Linked DNA regions of Bos taurus: region 2 is linked to region 1. The links are chromatin contacts, called in public Hi-C maps. All regions are on one chromosome and are shown on one strand. Each heading gives the region's core, a stretch centred on a gene start, on an enhancer-like site or on the middle of the called end of the contact. The rest is flanking DNA. Distances are from core to core; before and after follow the strand shown.

Region 1 (5,321 bases), core at 1,799-4,298:
GATGGAAGGGCCACCTGGAGGGAGTTGGACGCTTCCCACTGGGCCCACCTCCCACTCGGGGAGCCTGGCAGACTGGGAGCCTGTGGTCCCAAGTCTGAAATCAGAGCACAAACACGGCCCACCCTTGGCTGTACTTTTCACCAGCCGCAGGGCTTAGAACAGCAGCAGTAGCCACAGGTGCTGGCTGCCGTTGCTACAGAAAGGCGGAGAGGACTAAAGGGCGGTGGTGACACAGCGACAATGGGCCGGCCCCTCCCGGAGCCCCCGCCACACTTTGCATACAGCTGGAGCTCGGCCCTGTCCCCAGCCACCGCCGCCAAAGCCGCAGAATAAAGACTCAGCCGCAGACACCGCAGCCTGGCCCCACCGTCAGGGGCTCACCCTGTCTTTCCTCTCAATTAACATAACTAAAGTGGGACCCAAGGCCTTTGTCCTCAGCTCACTCAGTCTCAAGTTCATGGCTAACCTGGGACCAGTGGTCAGGAAGGCAGTCCAGGGCCTTGCAGGTCACGACCCGGGGCCTCAGGCTGCTTTCTCCTTTCTGTTCAGAACAAAACCACTCTGCGGCCTGCTTCTTCAGAGGAGAGACCGGCGTGTTCACAGCTTAAACAGGCAGATCCCGCCGACAGCCCGGCCCTCTGGAGGCCAGGTGGGTAGGGCTGGGCATCAAGAGAATTGTTTTCTGTCTGGTCACTGGAGCCCAGCTGCAAATATGAGTTTGTAATGCGACCTGGTAGGGGGTTACCCATCTCCACCTGCCAGCGTGACAGCCAGTTTCCTGGGCGACAGGCAGGGCTATTTCCCTGGGTAAAGTCACAGGGAGGAGAAGGAAGTAAAAGCTGAAAATAAAAATGAGCGGGTGTGCTTGGCTGACCTCTCAGTGGGTAAAGGCTGACCTCCAGCCATCACTGAGGATCGTGGGCCTTAATTCTTCTCCCGACCAAAACTATCGATGGCAAGTGTTCTTTTTTTTAAGTAAGTGACATGCAGGTTTATTTCGATGCATTTACTTTAAAAATTCACTTGGCTGCACCAGGTGTTGGTCGCCATGTCAGTCAATGGCAAGTTTGATTATTCACCATTCATTATGCACTTTGCATTCATAGGTCGAAACAGCACAGCAGTGCAATTTGAGTTTCCACGAGTGAGTTGCATTTGCTTTCTGTGCAGCAGTTAATGCTAAATTCTCAAGTTACAATATGACGTGAAGCTTGTGTGAGTGTAAAGACCTCTGTCTCCGCAGGAAACAGAGCATTTCTTCAAAGACTTCGCAGGGCTGTGGTTTACGAGTGTCTGGGTATCCATCCACACGCCTACAGCTCTGCACAGGCCCTGCTCGCTCTTCTTCCCTTTTCTCCCTCGCTCCCTGCTCCTGCCCCTACTTTCATTTTTTTCTGGCCAGACACGTTTATTGTCAGGGTCACTGAATGTCTGCTCCGGGTCAGAGACGTTTACAGAAACTGAAACTGCCCTTGCTCTCAAGTGCTCTCCAATTGTTTTTTTTCTTTTTTAGATTTTTAAATTTTTAATGTGGGCCATTTTTTAAAGTCTTTATTGAACATTACAATATTGCTTCTGTCTTATGTTCTGGATTTTTGGCCATGAAGCATGTGGGATCTTAGCTCTCCGGCCAGAGATCAAACCTGCACCCTCTGCATTGGAAGGTGAAGTCTTAACCACTGGACCACCTTGGATTTTCACATATGGATTTGCTTTGAGTCCACAGGTCTGATAACATCCAAGAGACCCACCCAGGAAGCCACGTCGAATCTGAGGCACCCAGAAGCCAGCTCAGGGCCACCTGAGTCGCCACAGTCCCCGCCGGGCTGTGTTCCGTTCTCGCCAGGCAGTCTGTCGAAAGTTTTTTTTTTCAAGGCTTCTCCTTCCGGAAGCTGGTCCTGTCTGAACCTGCAGGCAGTCAGGCTCCAGGAGCGAGGAGCTCACCAGCCTCCAACTCCAGAGCGGATGGTAAGGTGCACTGCGTTTTGTCAAAGTCCACCAAGAGTACACCTGGCGAATCAGTGGTGTGATGTTCAGAAACTGCATAGCTGGTCTGCGGTGGCAGGGGTCAGAGAGGGACGAGCCGTCCAAAACCAAGCGTGAGAAATGCCTTTACAGGAGAGCCGAGCGCGGAGACCAACCCAGGGCTGAGAAATACCGCCCGGGATGAGGGAACGTGGGAGCCAGGGTGGAGGAAATACATCTGAGCTGCCGTGCAAGGAGTAAGCAAGCTTCCCGCCACCAGAGCACGGGGGAGCCTGGGCCTTTGTCACCACTCAGCCCCCAGACCATCCTGAGAGTCCTCCTCTGTGCCATGGGCTAGGTATGCCTGCCTGTGCCATCTAGGGCTCACGTAGGGCTCATGTAGGGCTCCTGACTGCGGGTGGCAAGAAGTGTCGCAGAGGGACCAGGGGACACTGAGTGCGCTCACAGAGGGGCCTCAGAGGACCTGGGGCACAGTGCGGGCAAGGGCGGCCAGGCGGCCAGATCCAGGCCTGGCAACGGCACTAACCCATTGGGTGAGTCCCCAACAGGGACTCGTCCTCTTTTTGGCCCCAGATGCGGGGGGATACGTACCCTCCCAGCCAGTGTTTGTCTCTGGCAGGCCCCTACGTATATGATCTTGAAGTGAAAATGAAAGTTGCTTCAGTCATGTCTGACTCTTTGCGATCCCATGGACTGTAGCCTGCCTGGCTCCTCTGTCCATGGGATTCTCCAGGCACGAATATTGGAGCGGGTTGCATTTCCTCCTCCAGGGGATCTTCCTGACACAGGGATCAAGCCCATGTCTCTTGTGTCCCTTACACTGGCAGGTGGCTTCTTTACCACCAGTGCCACCTGGCATCCTTATAATCTCATTTAATAGTAAATCGACACTTTGGGGAACTGAGTGAATTTTCCAAATTCATGGTTCCTGAGTGGCTGAGAACTACCACCAAGCTCTGTCGAGTCCAGGGCCTTTTCCTAATTAGTTGGTGGACGTGCTGGGCTGGGCTGGTTTTGCCGTCCCCGAGTTGCACCAGCCCCAGCCACCCTGTCTCCAGCCGCCCCTGCTTCCCTCTGCAGCCTGGGAGGAAATTGAGTTTCAGTCTGAGACTGGCTATTAATCTCAGCATTGTTAGCAGCAAAGTCACATGAGGTGAAGTGTAAGGCCTTTTGCTTCCTGATCTATAAGTACCCAGACAGCGTCAATCAATAGCCATTTTATCTTCAGGTCAGAGCATCAGCTTCTGCCGCTGGGGCGGCACAGGACAACCTGTCCTTGGAAAGGCGACCTCCCTCCTTGATTGCTCCCCCAGCAGCCTCTGGAGTATCCCCAGTGACCAGCGCTGGCTCATGAGCTTACAAAGTAACAAAGTGGCTTACATGTGATCCATCCATGTTGTGTTCAAGGTGGTTGATAAGGAGCATTCAAGAGAGACACTGCACTGGGCCCCAGTAGGAACCCCTCCCTCAGAGAAACTATTATTTTGGCGAAACTGAGGCTGGAGACAGACGGGCCCCAGGCTGGGCAGCTGGGGTGGCCTCCCGTGGACAGAAACTCCCAAAGAGCAGGAGCAGCGAGGAGCCTTGTCCTGCCCAGGTAAGAGACAGAGACCATGTGCTCCTCACTGTCAAAGTCAAGGAGACCTCCCTGACTCCACATGTGCAGCGAGTCTCCTTGGATGTTGAAAGAGGGGGGCGCCACCCCATAGGAGGTGATGTCAACTACCCATAGCCCTCTTTACTGGCATCCACCTTGGCTGAGAGATGCACACACACAGGGGAGGACCCTGAGCTAAACCAAATACAGACTCAGAGCCAGGTGGAGCAAGATGACTGGCCAAAGGATACCCGGAAGAAATGCCCCACAAAAGTGATTTAAACCATCACGAGGGTGCAATGCTCTCTGAGCCTGCCTGGGGGTGTCTATCCACAGGTACCCTTCTTCCTCCTAATAAATATTTCACTTGTTTTACTACATTCTGTCTCCTTGTGGGCATTCATTTCTGCAAAGCTGAAGGCCCAGGGCGTTGTCACTGACCATTGGTCTAAAGGGCTAGGATTCTGAGCTCTTATTGCTGCTGCTGGACCTGGCTGGGACTGAATCTCTGGCTGGGAACTGAAGCTCTACTTCATGCTGCTGCAGGCCAAGGCCACCTGAGATGAAAACTACTATGGTTTAAGATGGCAAAATGTCAAAACATAATAAAAACTGCCCCTGCAAGTGAGGCACAAAATCAGTCCAGTTTTTCCCCCTCTACCTTCTTAGAGTCCTTCTCTCCTCTCCAGGCCCCCATCCCCCACCCCACCTCCAACAAGTGGTGACCATCATGGCTGCTTAAGGCTTTCCTTCTTTCGGATAAACTTACTCTGAGGACAGAGTGCTGACCGATTCCCTGCAGAGAAAAGACTCATCACTTTCTGTGGACCCTCACGCAGCCATGGGCTTCGCCCTGACAAGGAGCTGCCAAGACCAGTGTGCACAGAGCTGGCAGATCCAGCCAGGACTTGGGGGGCACTGAAAGGGTATGATTCTGGTAATGCCGAGGAGGGTCCCCAGGCTGGGCCCAAGTCCCAGGCCTGAGCAAGCACACTCTGGGCTAGCTGACTGGCAGGTTGCTGGTTGTCATGGCAGTGCAACCCCTGCCAAGGGTGGGGTCCCAGGACGAGGAAAAAGCCTGGCAGCTGCTAAGCAGAGGGGCAGGGGTAGGGGAGAGATGAAGGGCATGGTGGGCTTATCAGTCCCAAATGAGCTTCAAGTATCTGTAAGACTTCCAGTATTTTTTTTTCCTTAAGGAAGAATTCATAAAATTGTGATGATGAAAAATATTGCATGAATGGTGAAGAAAAGGAGACGTAAGAGAAAAACTTGAAAGGGACCAGGTGCTGGGTACTAAAAATGAAGGCGGGACAGTGAGAAAACCTCAGGGCACAACTTAAACCCTACCCAAGGAGCAAAGGCAAAGGAAAAAAGGAACTTGGATCTTTGGAGCCAAAGCCAAAAGGAAATGAGAGAGTCTGAGGCAGCTTGCTCAGCCTGCAGCCTGGGGCAGCATGTGACCGCGAGGGGCCAGGACTGACCTTGGCGATGACAAAGCCAGGCTTGTGACAGAGATGAAAGGGCCGTGGCCCCCTGCACCCAGGGACTCACCGGCTGCTTTGTATCAGTGCGGGTGATGCCTGGGGATTTTGCACTGCCTTCAACTTAAAGTATTTCTTCTTATGAACTCAGACCTTTCTTGCAATGTGAAAATGGCTTCAGTTTAAATGACAGCTTTAAACAGTCATCACAAATTATGCCAGGGTCAAAATGCATAAAAAGTGTCAGGCTGGTTTTG
Region 2 (4,645 bases), core at 1,221-3,720, 240 kb before region 1:
ATTCTTTAAAAAAATTTTTATAGTATTTTAGATGAGTTCTAGGTTCATAGCCCCCACATACACAGATTCTCCCCACGTCCATATCCCACACCAGATGGTACATGTATTATTATCAGTGCACCTGTGCTGACATCATTGTCATCCAAAGCCCCTAGTTCATGTTCGGGTTCACCCTTGGTATCGTACCTTCTGAGTTCAGGTAAACGTATGATGACATATACCCACTGCCATAGTGTCACGAAAAGTCTCTCTGCCGTAAAGTCCTCTGTGCCCTGCTGATTTTTCCCTCCCTCCTCCTCAGCTTCTGTCAAGTACAGGGCCGTTTGCTATCTCCATTGTTTTGCTTTTTCCTGAATCTCGTACAGCTGGAATCATACAGCCTCACCACAGTGGCTTCTTTCAGTTAGTAATATACCCTAAGATTCCTCCACATCTTCGTGATTTGAGACCTCATTTCTTTTTAGTGCTGAGTAATATTTCAGTGTCTATATGGACCACAGTTCATTTATTCATTAGTTTATTGAAGGACATCTTAGTGGCTTCCAAGATTTGGCGATTATGAATAAAGCTGCCGTAAACATCTGCGTGCAGGTTTTTGTGTGGATGTACAGTTTCAGTTCGTTTGGGTAAATCCCACGGAGCACAACTGTTGGGTCATATGGTAAGAGCACATTTAGTTTTATAATAAAAGGACAAACTGGCGACTGCACCCTTTTATAATCCCACCAGCACCCAATGAGACTTTTTGTTGTTCCACAGCCTCGTCAGCACTTGGTGGTGCCAGTGGGTTGGATTTTGGTCATTGTAATATGTGTGTAGTGCATTAATTCTCCTTTAATTAAAATTTTCTGACGTTATCACATATTTCAAAGACTTTCTAATTTTAAGTCTTTGAGTAATAAAACCCTGAGAAAATTAAGCTGCTTCAATAGCAACTAGTTTTTGAGTACTACAACCAGGTCTACCTGGATGAAAAGACTGTTGTGTGTTTTTTTTTTTAATTATTTTCGGTAAATAATTGGAGAAGGAAATGGCAACCCACTCCAGTATTCTTGCCTGGAGAATTCCATGGACAGAGGAGCCTGGCAAGCTACAGTCTATGGGGTTGCAAAGAGTCAGACATGTCTTAGCAACTAAACCACCACCACCTAAAGTGGGCTTCCCTGATGACTCAGACTGCAAAGAATCTGCCTGCTAATTCGAGAGACCCAGGTTTGATCCTTGAGTTGGAAAGATCCCCTATATTGAAAAGATCCTCCAATATTCTTGCCTGGAGAATTCCATGGACAGAGGAGTCTGGCAGGCTACAGTCCATGGGGTCACGAAGAGTTAGATACAACTGAGCGACAAACACTTTGGTAAATCATAGATAAAAACAAAATATTAAACCAAGTGATGAAAAAACAGTATTTATTAATGTTGACATAAATATTTATGGGCTGGGATTACTTTCAATTCAAATACTAAAATAATTCTAAAGCTGTGTATCAAAATGACCAATTAATAGATAAAGTTGCTTTGGGTACAGGTTAAGTAAAACAAATTTAAAGACTGATTAGAATTCTTCATATTGATTTTTTCAAAAGATGCTTAAACTTGGCAGAGTTCTTTGGGAGTACAGGTAGAATCTGAAATATTGAGAAAAACAGCAAGATCCAGGGCTAGTGTGGTTATTGAATTTGGGGACTGTGGGTCTGCCTGGCGCAGGAATGGGATGCAGAGATGCTGACACTGACCTGGGTCTTGAAGGATGAAAAGACCCTTGGTTGTCTCTCTGTGCCAGCACTGATGTGGGGGAGGAAATCCAGGACTTGGAATCCAGGTTCCTTACTGACCTCTCCACTGATCAAGAAAAGGTTGCTTGTAGAACTTTAACAGCATCTCTAGCATTGCTCTTTAAAAAAAAAAAAAAAATCCAAACTATTTTCTAGATTTTTTTTCCCCAAAATAGGGCAGATCTGCAAAGATGGAAAGAAGAGGAAATACTAAAAATAACTTTCCCCAATTAGTGATAGCCAAACACATATGGTAAGATGGAAATAGTTTCCAATCGCCCAAAGCAGAACTGTGAATTCCCCAAGCACAGTGGGTAATTAGAAACAGCCCTGACATTCTCAAGGTGCAGTTGGGACAATGCAGTCTGACCTGGTAGGGACTCCGAGCATCACCTCCACGCAGACATGGACTGACGTCAGCTGACTCTGAAACCATTTATATGTGTTATTTTATTTCACAAAGGCCTGGGTGCTGGCTTTCTTCTTGGAAAGTCAGAAATCCTGCATCTCAAAATAGAGATTCTAGGGCTGGAATGTGGTCAGGATTGCACATCTCCTGAAGCCCAGAGGCAGGGGCGCGGCCGTCTCTTCTCAGCTGGCAGGGTTTTGTTTTCCACTGTGGTGGGGAGGGGCGTGGAGGAGAGCCACCTGTGTGGGCGGTGGCACCAGGGGAGGGCGCTGAGGCTGCCAGGACAGCCTGGAGGTGCGTCACTCTGGGCTTTGGCCCAGATGACCAGCTGGTTACCCAGCCTTGGCGATTGGGCTGCCACCCAGCCAGCTGGCCGGGGCCACCTGCCAGGCCTGCCTCCCCAGGCGGGGAGGGTCGGCAGCTATGACCACTGGGGCTGCCAGACCACCAGACGGGGAGGCAGGCAGCCTGCCCCCACCCCGACGGCAGGGTTGCCAGCCACCCTTTGTCCTTTGATGGTCCCCAACACTCACTTCTCTTTCCCCACTCTCCTATTCCCAGTGCATTTCAACCAGCACAAACCTGTGAGTGGTGGTTGGTGAAATACCACATTGCTCTGTACAGGTCAATGGCCAGTGACCGTGCCCGAGGGTCCCTTACCGCCGGGCATGTCTCCAGGGCCTCCAGGGCTTCCCCAGAGTCCCATCGGTCAGATAGGTCTGCGTCCAACCCGCTTGGTTGTTCAATGTTGTGAACCTGATGTCTGCCCACAACCGTAATCGCTTTCTTTTCCTTTCTTCCACTGACTCTTATTTTCCTATCTTGTTCACTCACTCAGTCATGTCCAGCTCTTCGTGAGCCCGTGGACTGCAGCCAGCCAGGCTTCTGCGTCCTTCACTATCTCCTTCAGTTTGCTCAGACTCATATCCATTGAGTTGGTGATGCCATCCAACCAACTCATCCTCTGCCGCCCCCTTCTCCTCTTGCCCTCAATCATTCCCGGCATCAGGGTCTTTTCCAGTGAGTTGGCTCTTCACATCAGGCTGCCAAAATACTGGAGCTTCAGCGTCAGCATCAGTCCTTCCAATGAACACTCAGGGTTGATTTCCTCTAGGATTGACTGGTTTGATTTCCTTGATATCCAAGGGACTTTGGAGAGTCTTCTCCAACACCACAGTTTGAAAGCATCAGTTCTTTGGTGCTCAGCCTTCTTTATGGTCCAGCTCTCACTGTTTTGGCCGCCCTCCTCATCCCACGTTCCAGTGAATGACCTGCAGCCGAGGATCCTTTCTCTCAGAACTCTGGGCTTGCTCCTCTCCTCCTTCTGAAGGACAGGACACCGCCTTCCTCTGCCTCATCCTGCAACCCCTCCTCCTCTGCCCATGGGGTTCTGATCAATCTCATCAGGGACAGCTAGGCCGACCTGCCCGGGGGGAGGGGCCCTGCAGACGTCACACGGCCAGACCCCCCAGGTTCTGAGACTTGTTTCCCCTGGTGCCTCTACTCAGCCTGCTCAAGACTGAAGCACCTGGACTGACCTCTTTACTCCCCGCCATTCGTCGTTTCACCTAAAACTTGTAAACCAAGGCTGACTGATCCGGGTTGGGCTGGCATCCACACTGCCTACAGCTCCCTCTTTGGATGTAACAACCTCCTGGTCCCTGAAGCCACCGTGGTTTCGCAGTGGATGGGTGAACATACCTGTGTGGAGGATCCACTGAGCATGGGATTCCGTGTGTATAAGGCAGCGGAGGCCACGCCCCCACAGACCTCGAGTTTCTGGTTCAGAGAAAGAGAAGCATGATCTGAAGGCAGGGGTCGGGGTAAAAAAATGGGATGAGGGAGAGAAACAGGCGTCCTGGTAGGGGGAGCTGTCCCCTTGGCTGGGGGGTGATGAGGGGAGGGTCCTGGGCCTGGGGAGGGGCCCAGGGGAATCAGAGTCCTGGCTTTGTAACTTCACTCTGCCTCAATTCCTCCAGCTCTAATATGGACAGAATCATGCCTGCCTCACAGAATTGTCATAGGACTGATCACTTGAGCTCCTCCAGCCCCTGGCATGTGATAAACAAGGAGTGGACAGGAGTGCTCGCCTGGTTTCACGGAGGAGACAGCCTCTGACCAGCTGGATGCAGACATGGGTGCATGGGGTGTTCGTGCAGGCTGGGGACTCGGATCAACCAGGCACTGTTCCCACTGTAGAGCTCCTAAAAACCCAATGATTTAAGTGATGCCCTAGTCTTCCATGATACTATTTTTTTCTATTTCCCTTTAAACACACGGGTCTCAAAAACAATGACCAAATAAGGTTCCTAACGAAAAAAAAAAAAAAAGCACACAAGGAAGGACTGTGGACTTCCCAGGTCTACAAGTACCACCTGCGGGTGGGAGACAGTGCGGACAGGGTTCGCCCAGGGAGAAGCGTTCCTCCAAGAGACCACTAGGTGACGATAGAAGCACACGG

Evidence for each region. A called contact is a pair of places that touch in the nucleus more often than the background predicts.
Region 2: a Hi-C map of liver shows a contact between it and region 1, with 2.0 times the contacts expected there. The contact joins two enhancer-like sites. A contact is called at or near these places in 3 of 11 Hi-C or Micro-C datasets (liver, skeletal muscle and skin fibroblasts).

What each region holds. Positions count from the first base shown.
Region 1 is chr24:41,111,003-41,116,323 of ARS-UCD2.0, reverse strand. No RefSeq gene overlaps it. Among named protein-coding and RNA genes, the nearest start is that of MTCL1, 22 kb to the left of the region's middle. Within about 2 kb of position 3,048, at least 3 of the 102 cell types and tissues checked have an H3K27ac peak or open chromatin away from gene starts, as enhancers often do. A contact at or near this core is called in liver, where this site is marked.
Region 2 is chr24:41,349,311-41,353,955 of ARS-UCD2.0, reverse strand. No RefSeq gene overlaps it. Among named protein-coding and RNA genes, the nearest start is that of NDUFV2, 63 kb to the left of the region's middle. Within about 2 kb of position 2,470, at least 7 of the 102 cell types and tissues checked have an H3K27ac peak or open chromatin away from gene starts, as enhancers often do. A contact at or near this core is called in liver, where this site is marked.